Linked DNA regions of Pan troglodytes: region 1 is linked to region 2. The links are chromatin contacts, called in public Hi-C maps. All regions are on one chromosome and are shown on one strand. Each heading gives the region's core, a stretch centred on a gene start, on an enhancer-like site or on the middle of the called end of the contact. The rest is flanking DNA. Distances are from core to core; before and after follow the strand shown. Region 1 overlaps MON2 (MON2 homolog, regulator of endosome-to-Golgi trafficking). Region 2 overlaps PPM1H (protein phosphatase, Mg2+/Mn2+ dependent 1H).

The links. Hi-C and Micro-C count contacts between places; a contact is called where the count stands out from the background.
Region 1: a contact with region 2 is called in a Hi-C map of induced pluripotent stem cells, with 2.7 times the contacts expected there. The contact joins two enhancer-like sites. A contact is called at or near these places in 4 of 7 Hi-C or Micro-C datasets (blood, induced pluripotent stem cells and stem cell-derived neural progenitor cells) and 1 of 1 other capture datasets (stem cell-derived neural stem cells).

Annotation. Positions count from the first base shown.
Region 1 is chr10:33,459,880-33,465,628 of NHGRI_mPanTro3-v2.0_pri, reverse strand. It overlaps MON2 (MON2 homolog, regulator of endosome-to-Golgi trafficking), which reads left to right. Exons shown (of 33, transcript XR_010148004.1): 30 at 1,072-1,195. Among named protein-coding and RNA genes, the nearest start is that of MIRLET7I, 22 kb to the right of the region's middle. Within about 2 kb of position 2,743, at least 2 of the 24 cell types and tissues checked have an H3K27ac peak or open chromatin away from gene starts, as enhancers often do. A contact at or near this core is called in induced pluripotent stem cells, where this site is marked.
Region 2 is chr10:33,249,878-33,255,158 of NHGRI_mPanTro3-v2.0_pri, reverse strand. The region is part of intron 3 of PPM1H (protein phosphatase, Mg2+/Mn2+ dependent 1H); the gene reads right to left. Among named protein-coding and RNA genes, the nearest start is that of PPM1H, 140 kb to the right of the region's middle. Within about 2 kb of position 3,993, at least 8 of the 24 cell types and tissues checked have an H3K27ac peak or open chromatin away from gene starts, as enhancers often do. A contact at or near this core is called in induced pluripotent stem cells, where this site is marked.

The DNA of each region.
Region 1 (5,749 bases), core at 1,494-3,993, 210 kb before region 2:
ACCCTGTCTCTAAAAAAAAAAAAAGTAAAAAAAATAAGTAAAAAAATAAGAAATATATTTTGAGGATTATAAATGGAATTTAAATAAGCAGTTCTTGTGGTTGTGGATTTTTTTGTTGATGGTAGGGTTTTGGTGGTTTTTTTCCTTTAAGTGGGATAGAGGAACTTTTAAGTAAATAAAATCAATTACATTACTTTAAAATACACATTTGGCCGGGCGCGGTGGCTCACACCTGTAATCTCAGCACTTTGGGAGGTGGAGGCAGGCGGATCATGAGGTCAGGAGATTGAGACCATCCTGGTTAACATGGTGAAACCCCGTCTCTACTAAAAAAAAAAAAAAAATACAAAAAAAATTAGCTGGGCGTGGTGGTGGGCCACTGTAGTCCCAGCTACTTGGGAGGCTGAGGCAGGAGAATGGCATGAGCCCGGGAGGCGGAGCTTGCAGTGAGCCGAGATCACGCCACTGCACTGCAGCCTGGGTGACAGAGCAAGACTCCATTTCAAAATAAATAAATAAAATATACATTTAAAATGCATAGGCATTATCATATGGAAACAAAATATTGCCTTTCGTGCCATTACTGTATTAAAGCTCTTGTGGACTTTAAAGGGCAAAATAACATACTACCTGTTAGAGATAAACTATTTGACAAAAATGAATATAACTTTAATTTCTCTTACAGCTGATAGTTTTTGGTTATAAAAAGTGATTTAAATGTTATTCTTAATCCTATTTTGAATATTTTAATTCTAACATGGGTAAATTTCATATGCTATTTTTCTCTAGAGCCCTATTTGCAGTTATCATGCTGAAGATCAACATTTGTCCAAATGGTTGGCATAGTAAACAGTTATGGTACTGACTATTTTGTATTAAAGTTACTAGGACAGATGAGAGAAACAGATTAGTAGTCATTCTGTATGTTAACATTAAAATGTTTGTGTACTTCTTTAAAGGAGAGTTCTTTAACTGATTTTCATTTAAAGTAAAATTTAAATTTTACTCTAGAAATTATTTTAGTCTCTTTCAAAGAAAACAATACATTTGCATTTGCCCCTTTTGTTTTAGGTAGTTCAACTTATCAGCAATGAGATACTACCTTATGCCAATTTTATTCCTAAGGAATTTGTTGGTCAAATAATGACAATGCTTAACAAGGGCTCAATACATTCTCAGTCATCTTCATTTACAGGTATGTTAATTTTTTTAAGTATTAAAAAGTATTGAAGTACTTTTGAAGAAACTGTCAGTAGAAATGTTTAATCCTATGATTTTGGTAATGTAAACTGGAGAATGGTAAGGTGATTTTTAGGATTGTAATATAGAACTAAGCTTTATGAGGAGAAATGTTATGACATGACTATTCTGTGGAATAGAATATTTTTATTCCATGTTTCTATTCTGTGAAATACTGTGTTTCTGATCATATATCAGAAACACTGAACTAAATTTTTTAAATATCATAACTGCAAACTGTGAAGAATTAAATTGCAAAGCACTTTATGGAATCCATGGATGTCACTGCAGGCTGACAGAAGTTACCAGTTTTGTGAAGTCATAGATTGGAAAGGAATATAAAAATATGAATGTATATTCTGCCACTTAGCAGTCAATTAACTTTTGAGTCTCAGTTTTGTAATCTTTAAAATGGAGATATTAATACCATCTTCTCAGGACTATAAATTACAGAGTTCATTTAAAAAAATAAGATGCCTCAACATTTTTTAAGGGAATTAACATTTACTCAGTGCCAACTATGTACAAGATACTATGCTAGAATGTTATATTATTTCTCACAACATTTCTGTGAGGATAGGTAAGACCATATTACAGGAAAGAAAATTGATTTAGAAAGGTTGAAAAAATTGCTCACAATCTTAGGGCTAGAGGCCAAATTCATGCTTAAAAAGAACTACATGCTTCTTTTCATTATATCATGCTGCCTTAATTGGGAACTGATATATAAATTACTGTTTGTTATTAATTCTCTTTTTGTAAACCTGAGCTCAAGTCTTAAACTGTGGCATCAGCCAGGTGCAGTGATTCATGCCCATAATCCTAGTATTCTGGGATCGCTAGGTGGGATCCCAAGGTGGGAGGATCGCTTGAGGCCAGGAGTTTGAGACCAGCCTGGGCAGCATAGTGAGACTGCCTCTGTCTCTACAAAAGATTTTAAAATTGACTGGGCATGGTGACACATGCCTGTAGTCCTAGATACTCGGGTGGCTGAAGTGGGATGGCTTGAGCCCAGGAGGCCGAGGTGACGGAGTTATGATTGTACCACTGCATTTTAGAGTGCACTCTGGGCAACAGAGCAAGACTCTTGTCTCATATATATGTATATATGATTTAAAAACTACACTTTGGGAGGCCGAGACGGGCAGATCACTTAAGGTCAGGAGTTCAAGACCAGCCTGGCCAACACGGTGAAACCCTGTCTCCACTAAAAATAATTAGCCAGGTGTGATGGCATGTGTCTGTTATCCCAGCTACACAGGAGGCTGAGGCAGGAAAATTGCTTGATTCAGGAAGCGGAGGTTGCAGTGAGCCAGGATCACACTACTGCACTCCAGCCTGGGCGACAGAGCGAGACTGTCTCAAAAACAAAAAAGAAAAAAGAAACTGTAAATTTGTGCCATGCAGATCCTTAATCCTCAGAATTTACTAGAGCCTTAACTAGCTTCTCCTATTTTGTGCTGAGCATTTTAAAGAGCATTTATGTGTACAGTTTGACCACTAGATGTCTCTCATACTGCTCACTTCACATACTAGTTCTTTTTTCTAGCCCAAACAGTTTTTAAAACTGGCCTGGTAAAGTGTGGGTTTAGCAAACATGAGAATCTCGGGGAAAATTTTAAACCCCGCTTATCTTAATGTAGCCAACTTTTTATTATTAAGAGTATGTGAAAATATTTAACTTCTAATAAAATACACATTAAGAACAATATTCACAATTAGGTATAAATGTCCAAAGTTAAATAAGGGCTATTGAGTTACCAAGTATACTTTTACTGGCAGTTTTCTGAAAATATATCTTGCTATGTATAGTATTAAATTTACCAAGACAAGAAAGGTGCATGGACATTCTTTCAGTGACTTTGCCATATGACACATGTCTTCTCAGCATTAACTTGGAGTTTTCCAACACCTGGGAAGCTTCACGTGAGAGTCCTTCACCACCACAACAATGCTCCTGCTCATTCCTCTCATCAGACAAGGGCAATTTTGTGAGAGTTTCAATGGGAAATCATTAGGCATCCACTTTACAGTTGTAATTTGGCTCCTTTTGTTTTCTTTTTGTTTCGGATCTTAAAATACCATTGAAGGACAGCCTTTTTCTTCAGTCAATAATGTAAAAAAGACAGCATTGACATGGTTAAATTCCCAGGACCTCAGTTGTTTACAGATAAACTAAATGGCTGGTATCATCGCTTACAAAATGTCTTGAACTTGATTGAGCTTTTGTTGAAAAATAAAGTTTGTAGTTTTCATTAAAGAAAAAAAAACTTAGAGTTTTCCTTAAACATATACATACAAAACTTTTATTTGCTAAACAAGGCCAACCTGTAAACAGAGGTTCCAGTGATGATTGGCCTTTTGCTTTTAAGTATGATCTGATAGTCAGAGCTCACAGACATTTGAGGAAATTCTCTAACACCAAAGAGAAAGACCAAAACAAATGAAGAGGGAGTAAAAGAAATTGGAAGGAAACAGATAAAATGCAGAGTCACTGAAAACATAAAACCAGCTAGGATGATCAAAGAGATAAAAGAACAATTTAAAAAATGCTATATAAAAGGAGCAGTAGAAAAAGAAAGAAGGCTGGGCACGGTGGCTCAGGCCTGTATTCCCAGCATTTGGGAGGCTGAGGCAGGAGGATCACTTGAGCCCAGGAGTTTGAGACAAGCCTGGGCAACATGGCAAAACCCATCTCTACAAAAAATACAAATGTTAGCTGGGTGAGGTAGTTTATGACTGTAGTCCCAGTTACTTGGGAGGCTGAGGTGGGAGGATCACCTGAGCCCAGGAGAACAAGGCTGCAATGAGCTGTGATCACACCACTGCACTCCAGCCTAGGTGACAGACTGGAGACTCTGTCTCAAAAACAAAAAAACAAGACAAGAAAGAACTCATAGAAACTAAAGATGTGAAGTTCAGTGAAAGATAGAAAGGAGAAGTAAAATGAATCCAGGGAGCCTGACATCTGACAAAGAGAGAACAAAGAAAATCTAGGAGAAGGAATTATCAAAGAAATAAACTGAAGAACTGAAGAACAAAACTTCCAGATTAAAAATAGTCAGTATCAAAAACAGTGAAAGAAAAAAGACCCAAATCAGGCATGTCATTATGAAATATCAGAATACCTGGGATAAAGAGAAGACCCTAAAAGATTTCAGAAAGAAAGAAAAAAAGTTCAGTATAAAAGACATTGGAGGCCAGGCACAGTGGCTCATGCCTGTAATCCCAGCACTTTGGGAGGCCGAGATGGGTGGATCACTTGAAGTCAAGAGTTCGAGACTATCGTGGCCAACACAGTGAAACCCTGTCTCTACTAAAAAAAAAAAAAAAAATACAAAAATTAGCCAGGTGTGGTGGTGCGTGCCTGTAATCCCAGCTACTCGGGAGTCTGAGGTGGGAGGATCATTTGAACCTGGGAGGTGGAGGTTGCAGTAAGCTGAGATCACGCCACTGCACTCCAGCCTGGGTGACAGAGTGAAGACCCTGTCTCAAAAAAAAAAAAAAAAACAGACAGTGGAATTCTCAGACGCAGTATTGGATGCTAAAAGACATTGAAGCAGTGGTTTTAGAGTTGTAAATGGAAAGGACTTTTAACATGGAAGCTCCATGTTAAAACTCATACTGTTGGCCAAGTATGAGTGTAAAACAGTAATTCTCCAATTTCAGCATGCATCATAATCAACCAGAGGACAAGCAATTGCTGAGTTGTACCCCCTGAATTTCTGATTCAGTAAGACTGGGCGGCATGTGAATTTACATTTCTAACAAGTTCTCTGGTAATGCTGATGCTGCAGGGTACATTTTTGAGTACCATAATATATGACATTTTCGGAGGTACATGCGCTCAAAAGTTTTACTTCTCATTGATTGTTTCTTAGGAAGCTACTTCAAAATATGCTCTGTAAAAGCAAAGTAGTAAACCCAGGAAAAATAAGGCATGAGGCTGGGTGCCATGGCTCACGCCTGTAATCTCAGCACTTTGGGAAGCCAAGGCGGGCGGATCACGAGGTCAGGAAATCGAGACCATCCTGGCTAACACAGTGAAACACTGTCTCTACTAAAAATACAAAAAATTAGCTGGGTGTGGTGGCACATGCCTGTAGTCCCAGCTATTCAGGAGGCTGAGGCAGGAGAATTGCTTGAACCCAGGAGGCAGAGGTTGCGGTGAGCCGAGATTACACCACTGCACTCCTGCCTGGGCAACAAGATGAGACTCTGTCTCAACAAAAAAAAAAAAAAAAAAAAGGAGATCTTGGAAGTGGGATCTAACTCGAGAGAATGGAAACAATTTCCAGGGTGATGGCAAAGACTAGTTTCAGGATATAACAGAACAGCGTGTCTAGAGAGCAACTGCCGGACTGGAGCAGAGGTCACGTTCCAGGAAAGAAGTTGCTAGGAGAGGGAAAAAGAGAGAAAAAGAGAATACTGCAAGTTTGACCACATGAAAAACTATTGTGAAGTATATTTTACAGTGCTGTTTTATGGTATAGAAAGACCAAATCAAGAA
Region 2 (5,281 bases), core at 2,744-5,243:
TATTGTAATCCTGAGAATCCCACAGAGTTAGAGCTCAGCTGCTTCAACCACACTCCTCATGGAAAAGGGGGAGAGAAGTCAAGACCCCAGCATTTACCAGCAACTGCTTTGCTCTAGGGGCCAGAGATGGTAACATAAAAAGGGTAAATCACCAATGGGAAACTGGAAACAGAAGAGCTTGAGCTTAGGGATATCATACTGGTTAAAGAGCAAATGGAAGCCAGGCACGGTGGCTAACGCCTGTAATTCCAATACTTTGGGAGGCAGAGACAGGAGGTCACTTGAGGCTAGGAGTTCAAGACCAGCCTGGGCAACATAGTGATACCCCCATCTCTATAAAAAATAGTTAGCTGGGTGTGGTGGCACATGCCTGTAGTCTTAGCTACTTCGGAGGCTGAGGATAGAGGATCTCTTGAGCCCAGGAGTTCGAGGCTGCAGTAAGCCATGCTCATGCCACTGTGCTTCAGCCGGGGTGACAGAGCGAGACCCTGTCTCAAAAACAAAAACAAAATAACAACAAAAACCAGTAAATAGAGAAAAAACACAAAGCCAGGACTTGGGAGAGACCAACACACTGGGAGAGAGCTGGGTAAGAGATTGGGGGAGGGGAGCTGGAGAGCCACGGGGAGGAGGTAGGAATATGTGTTGGGGGATGTAGTGGTTGATAAACAAGTGAGGAAACACTTCAATATGGGAGTGAACAGCAGCAGCAAAAGCTGCAGAAGCATCAAGCATGGGGCAAACTTCAAAGGACTATGTGGGATTTTTAACATTTACTTCAACTGTGTATAAATTAGCTTTCTTAAAGGACTGTCGTGAGGCTAAATTAGCTGGCATGTGTGAGGGGCTTAGTAGGATATCTGGACCCTTCCCGCAGCCCAGAAGCTTCAACATTGAGAGCGGTGGCCTTTCTTGCTCACCTTAGACCCTCAACACCTAGGTTAGGCCAGGTAAATGGTAGTTTAATAAATATCCATTCAATGGACAAATGAAGAAATAAATTTAAATTTTTTTTTATCTGCCTATCCCCTCACCTCTGCCTTAATATGAAAAATGGATTCCACAATTCACAAATGAAAAGCTTACAATGCCAACGCTCGCTGAGATAATAATTAAGCAGAAACCCATGCTTCAATTAAAATGCTTGACTGACAAGAATGGTTATCAGAACCTACACAAGACTGGTAGAAGGCTGGAGGATGAGGAGGAGGGGCATGGGTGTCAGGTGGGAAGAATTATCTCAAGCAAGTAGAAGAGAGGAGAAGGAAAACATCAAGATGCCTGTTTAACCTCCAAGAAAACCCATAAAAACAGAACCCCAAACCCTACTGACAAAGGGGTTTTTGGATGGAATTGCTATTTTTTTGCATTTAAAGAACACATATAAAGTTGATACTATGATAGATACATATTTTACTGAATTATATAAGTTGATAAAGAGTCTGCATCCAATACATCAAAAGGAACTGCTCAGCTACAGAGACTATTTTTTCACTGTCAGAATCAATATTTGCTTGAATACCTAAAAGGCTGAAAGACAATATTTATTAAAAATTATTTGAAAACGCTGGGCGTGGTGGCTCATGCCTGTAATCCCAGCACTTTGGGAGGCTCAGGCAGGTGGATCACCTGAGGTCAGGATTTTGAGACCAGCCTGATCAACATGATGAAACCCTGTCTCTACTAAAAATACAAAAAAAGTTAGCTGGGTGTGGTGGTGTGCACCTATAGTCCAAGCTACTTGGGAGGCTGAGATAGGAGAATTGCTTGAACCCAGGAGCCGGAGGTTGCAGTGAGCCAAGATCGCACCACACCACTGCACTCTAGCCTGGGCAACAGAGCGAGACTTCATCTCAAAAAATTATTTGAACCCCTACTGCTTGTATACTGTCTATAGACAAGAATGTGAATGATGTTTGTTTGATAGACTTGATCAAACCACTAGTATGATCCAAAAGGTAGAAACGTTATGGTGCAAAAAGTCCATGTAACAGGGCCGTCCATGGCAACAAATTCCTTTGGGACTCAGTTAAGCAAGTTCGGGCTACACCACAGGTAGGTACATTATTTATCATGGTTTCTATCACAAGAAATTCTGCTTAGAAAATTATGTAATGCTTAAGGAAAAAAATCAAGGTAAAGAGCTCAGCACTAAAACTTTTCTGCTTTAACTTTGGGGGAAACATTCCAGTTAGCTTACCCATTTAACCCCTTGGTATTATATTAATAGTGTGACTCAATATTTTTTTCTAACTGATTTCATTATTTCTTTCACCTTTTTCTACGTTCAGCTACATTCCCTCTGTAGCTCCCCCTGAATAAGGAATGCTAAATTTGGCAGCACTTTCTCATAAAGAGTGAACTTAAGTACTTTTTAATCCAAGAGACTTTGCTAACATGTGCATGCGTTTGCCACCTCCCTCCCCCACATTTGTGTGGGAACATAAGTGTGCATACATGCACATGTGCACACACACACTTTAATTACAAGTGTCCTCTCTGGGATCATGGTGGGAAGGATTTGAAAGACGTGTTTCCATAGACTTCATCCCCCTGAAGGATTCACTGTCGTTAAAACACACTCTTCTATTTCTTCTAAAACCGTGTGCAACTAGAACATATTCTAAAAATAATTGCTTCCCTCCCCCTCCTCCCTAGAAGCCAAAATAGCACATTTATTTTTTCCCTACATACACCACCTACTCCTCTTTAAAAGATGTTTCACAAAATCTTAGTACTGAAAGGAACATTAAAGGACCATCTGGGTGGTTCTTTTACTATCAGAGCAAACATGATAAATTAAGTCAATAAAGATACATTTACCATTGCATTATCTACCTTTTTTCTTCAAATCCTCACCTTTCAGATTAGATTAAGTTTTTAATATTCTACATAATAAAAACATGGAAGTATTTTTTTAAAAACCTCAAGTTTTTGGTATTTTTACAAAAATCAATGAAATCACGGGAAAAACTGCTTACTGCTTTGTGCTAAGCAAGGACTGATTTAGAATATCTCCCTATTTTTGCTGTCAATGAACCCTGAGCCCTGTGTCTAGAATAAACTGATTAGCAAAACACATGCATATACTATCATTCAAGTATGGTCTAAAAGGATCGATTAAATGACTCATAAGATTCAATTAACAAGATAATTGATTTATCTGCTTAATCAATAGTCCTGAAGACCTTGCAGGGCAACTTTCTAGGTAGCAGGACTGAGTTATCTTCTGTTGTGTCTGCTTAAACACTACATTTAAGCGAGGTTAATCTTTAAATCAAACAATGGATCCAGTTTTTAACATGTGGGATTTTATTTTGCTCCTTGTTGCAAGGAGAAACGGGAGCCGAGAAAGCAAACAGAGGGCCGGGCGCGGTGGCTCACGCCTGTAATCTCAGCACTTTGGGAGGCCGAGGCAGGCAGATCACCTGAGGTCGGGCAGTGGAGACCAGCTTGACCAACACGTAGAAACCCCGTCTCTACTAAAAATACAAAATTAGCCGGGTGTGATGGCGCATGCTTGTAATCCCAGCTACTCGGGAGGCTGAGGCAGGAGAATTGCTTGAACCCGGGAGGCGGAGGTTGCCGTGAGCCCAGATCGCGCCAAGCCAAGATCGCGCCATTGCACTCCAGCCTGGGCAACAAGAGAGAAACTCCGTTTCAAAAAAAAAAAAAAAAAAAGCAAACAGAGATGTGTGTGCAATGAGACTAATTCAGCAGGAAAGAAGTGCAAGAGAAAAATATTGCCCGGGATGGTAATAATTTGGTTTGAAAGTCCCATAGATGATGCAACTCCAAGGTCATTCTTTGTTTCCTACCAATTTCAGGTTGCAAAAGGAAAGCAATATCTGGTAGCAGAAAGGAGCAAGTGTTGGGTAGTTTCAATAGGACCTGGCAGCTCCCCCTAGCTGAGTTAAAACACGGCTCTGAGCACACTGCTAATAGTGTCAGTCACAAATAATCAGATTCTGCATGGTTTTAGTATCCAAATCTGATCCCGGTTTATTCTGAGAACAAGGCCATCTGCCAGCCAGGCAATGGGGAAGAAAAACCAGCACTCTACTGCCTACTATTGCCACCTGCCGGCTGCTGGTGGAATCACATGCTCATTCCTTCCTAGAGAAACTTCCTGTTCTAACAAAAACAAAGAGAACAAAACCAACTTAAATAAAGACAGCTATGTGGGTTCCCAATTTACCATTAACATGCTAATTTTGGAAAACACTAATTTATTTATTATAATTAATCTATAAACACCAATTTATAGATTTCTAAACTATAAACTTTGCCCCCTTTTTGTCACAATGTCACCATGTATTTATACGGTTTTTATCAACAAAGTCTAGCTGCTTGGTATTTCCAATCATTTACCCAGTGATGGAATTACATATAGTAGTTCCATAAGTTAAAATATTGCCATTTTCTTCCCTTCCTAAGAACCGACTCTGGCGGGGAATCTAGACCCACTCTTAAAAGGAAATAGAACTCTGAGATCCTCCCGGCTATGTCCAGAGCTCAAATCCCATAGTTAACAGGTTAAAAGGGTAATCACTGCTAACTTGGTTCTGATCCCTAGGAGGGCAAAGGCTTCCTGTAACTAACCCTGCAGTGGAATCGACTTCCTCCATGAGTCTGAAATGTTGATTATTCAACCATGTTTTTGGGAGGGTGGAGAAGTAGGGAGGAGGTTTGAAATCTGGACTTAGAAGACACTTGTCTTATTTATACCTATTGTCCTGGGCCAAGCGACAATATAAATATAATAGGTGACAAAACAGAGCTAAGCCAGGCCTTGCTGGGAAGCAGAATTGAAGTCAGTCAGAAAATTCCTGAGATTTTGGTCCTTTAGGAAGCCATGGCTCACTTTTCATAGTGGACACAGGAGGGATTCGCTACATAGCCTTCACACTATGAAGGAAGATCTGAGATACAATCAGGGGGTTGTAGGGGCACACCTACCTCTGACAGTGTACACAGTAAGTATTAAAAACCAGTGGTCATAAGTCACCTTCACCACAAGCCCCAAGCTGTGCCAGGCAACCCGAGGACCAAAGATGAAAAGCACTGCTCTCAAAGAAGCTTATAGTATTTGATGAAACTGTTACCATCTCCCCTCATTGGAAGCATTTTTTTCTCTTCTGTTCGTCTGTATTTTGTGACTAGTACCTACTTTTTCCCCAGAAATGGGTACTATTTATTCTGACTTGAGTGTTTCTGAACATTTTTAACAGTGTTTCCCTTTTGGAAAGGTGTCAACATTTCACTACCTCCTTTTGTTATT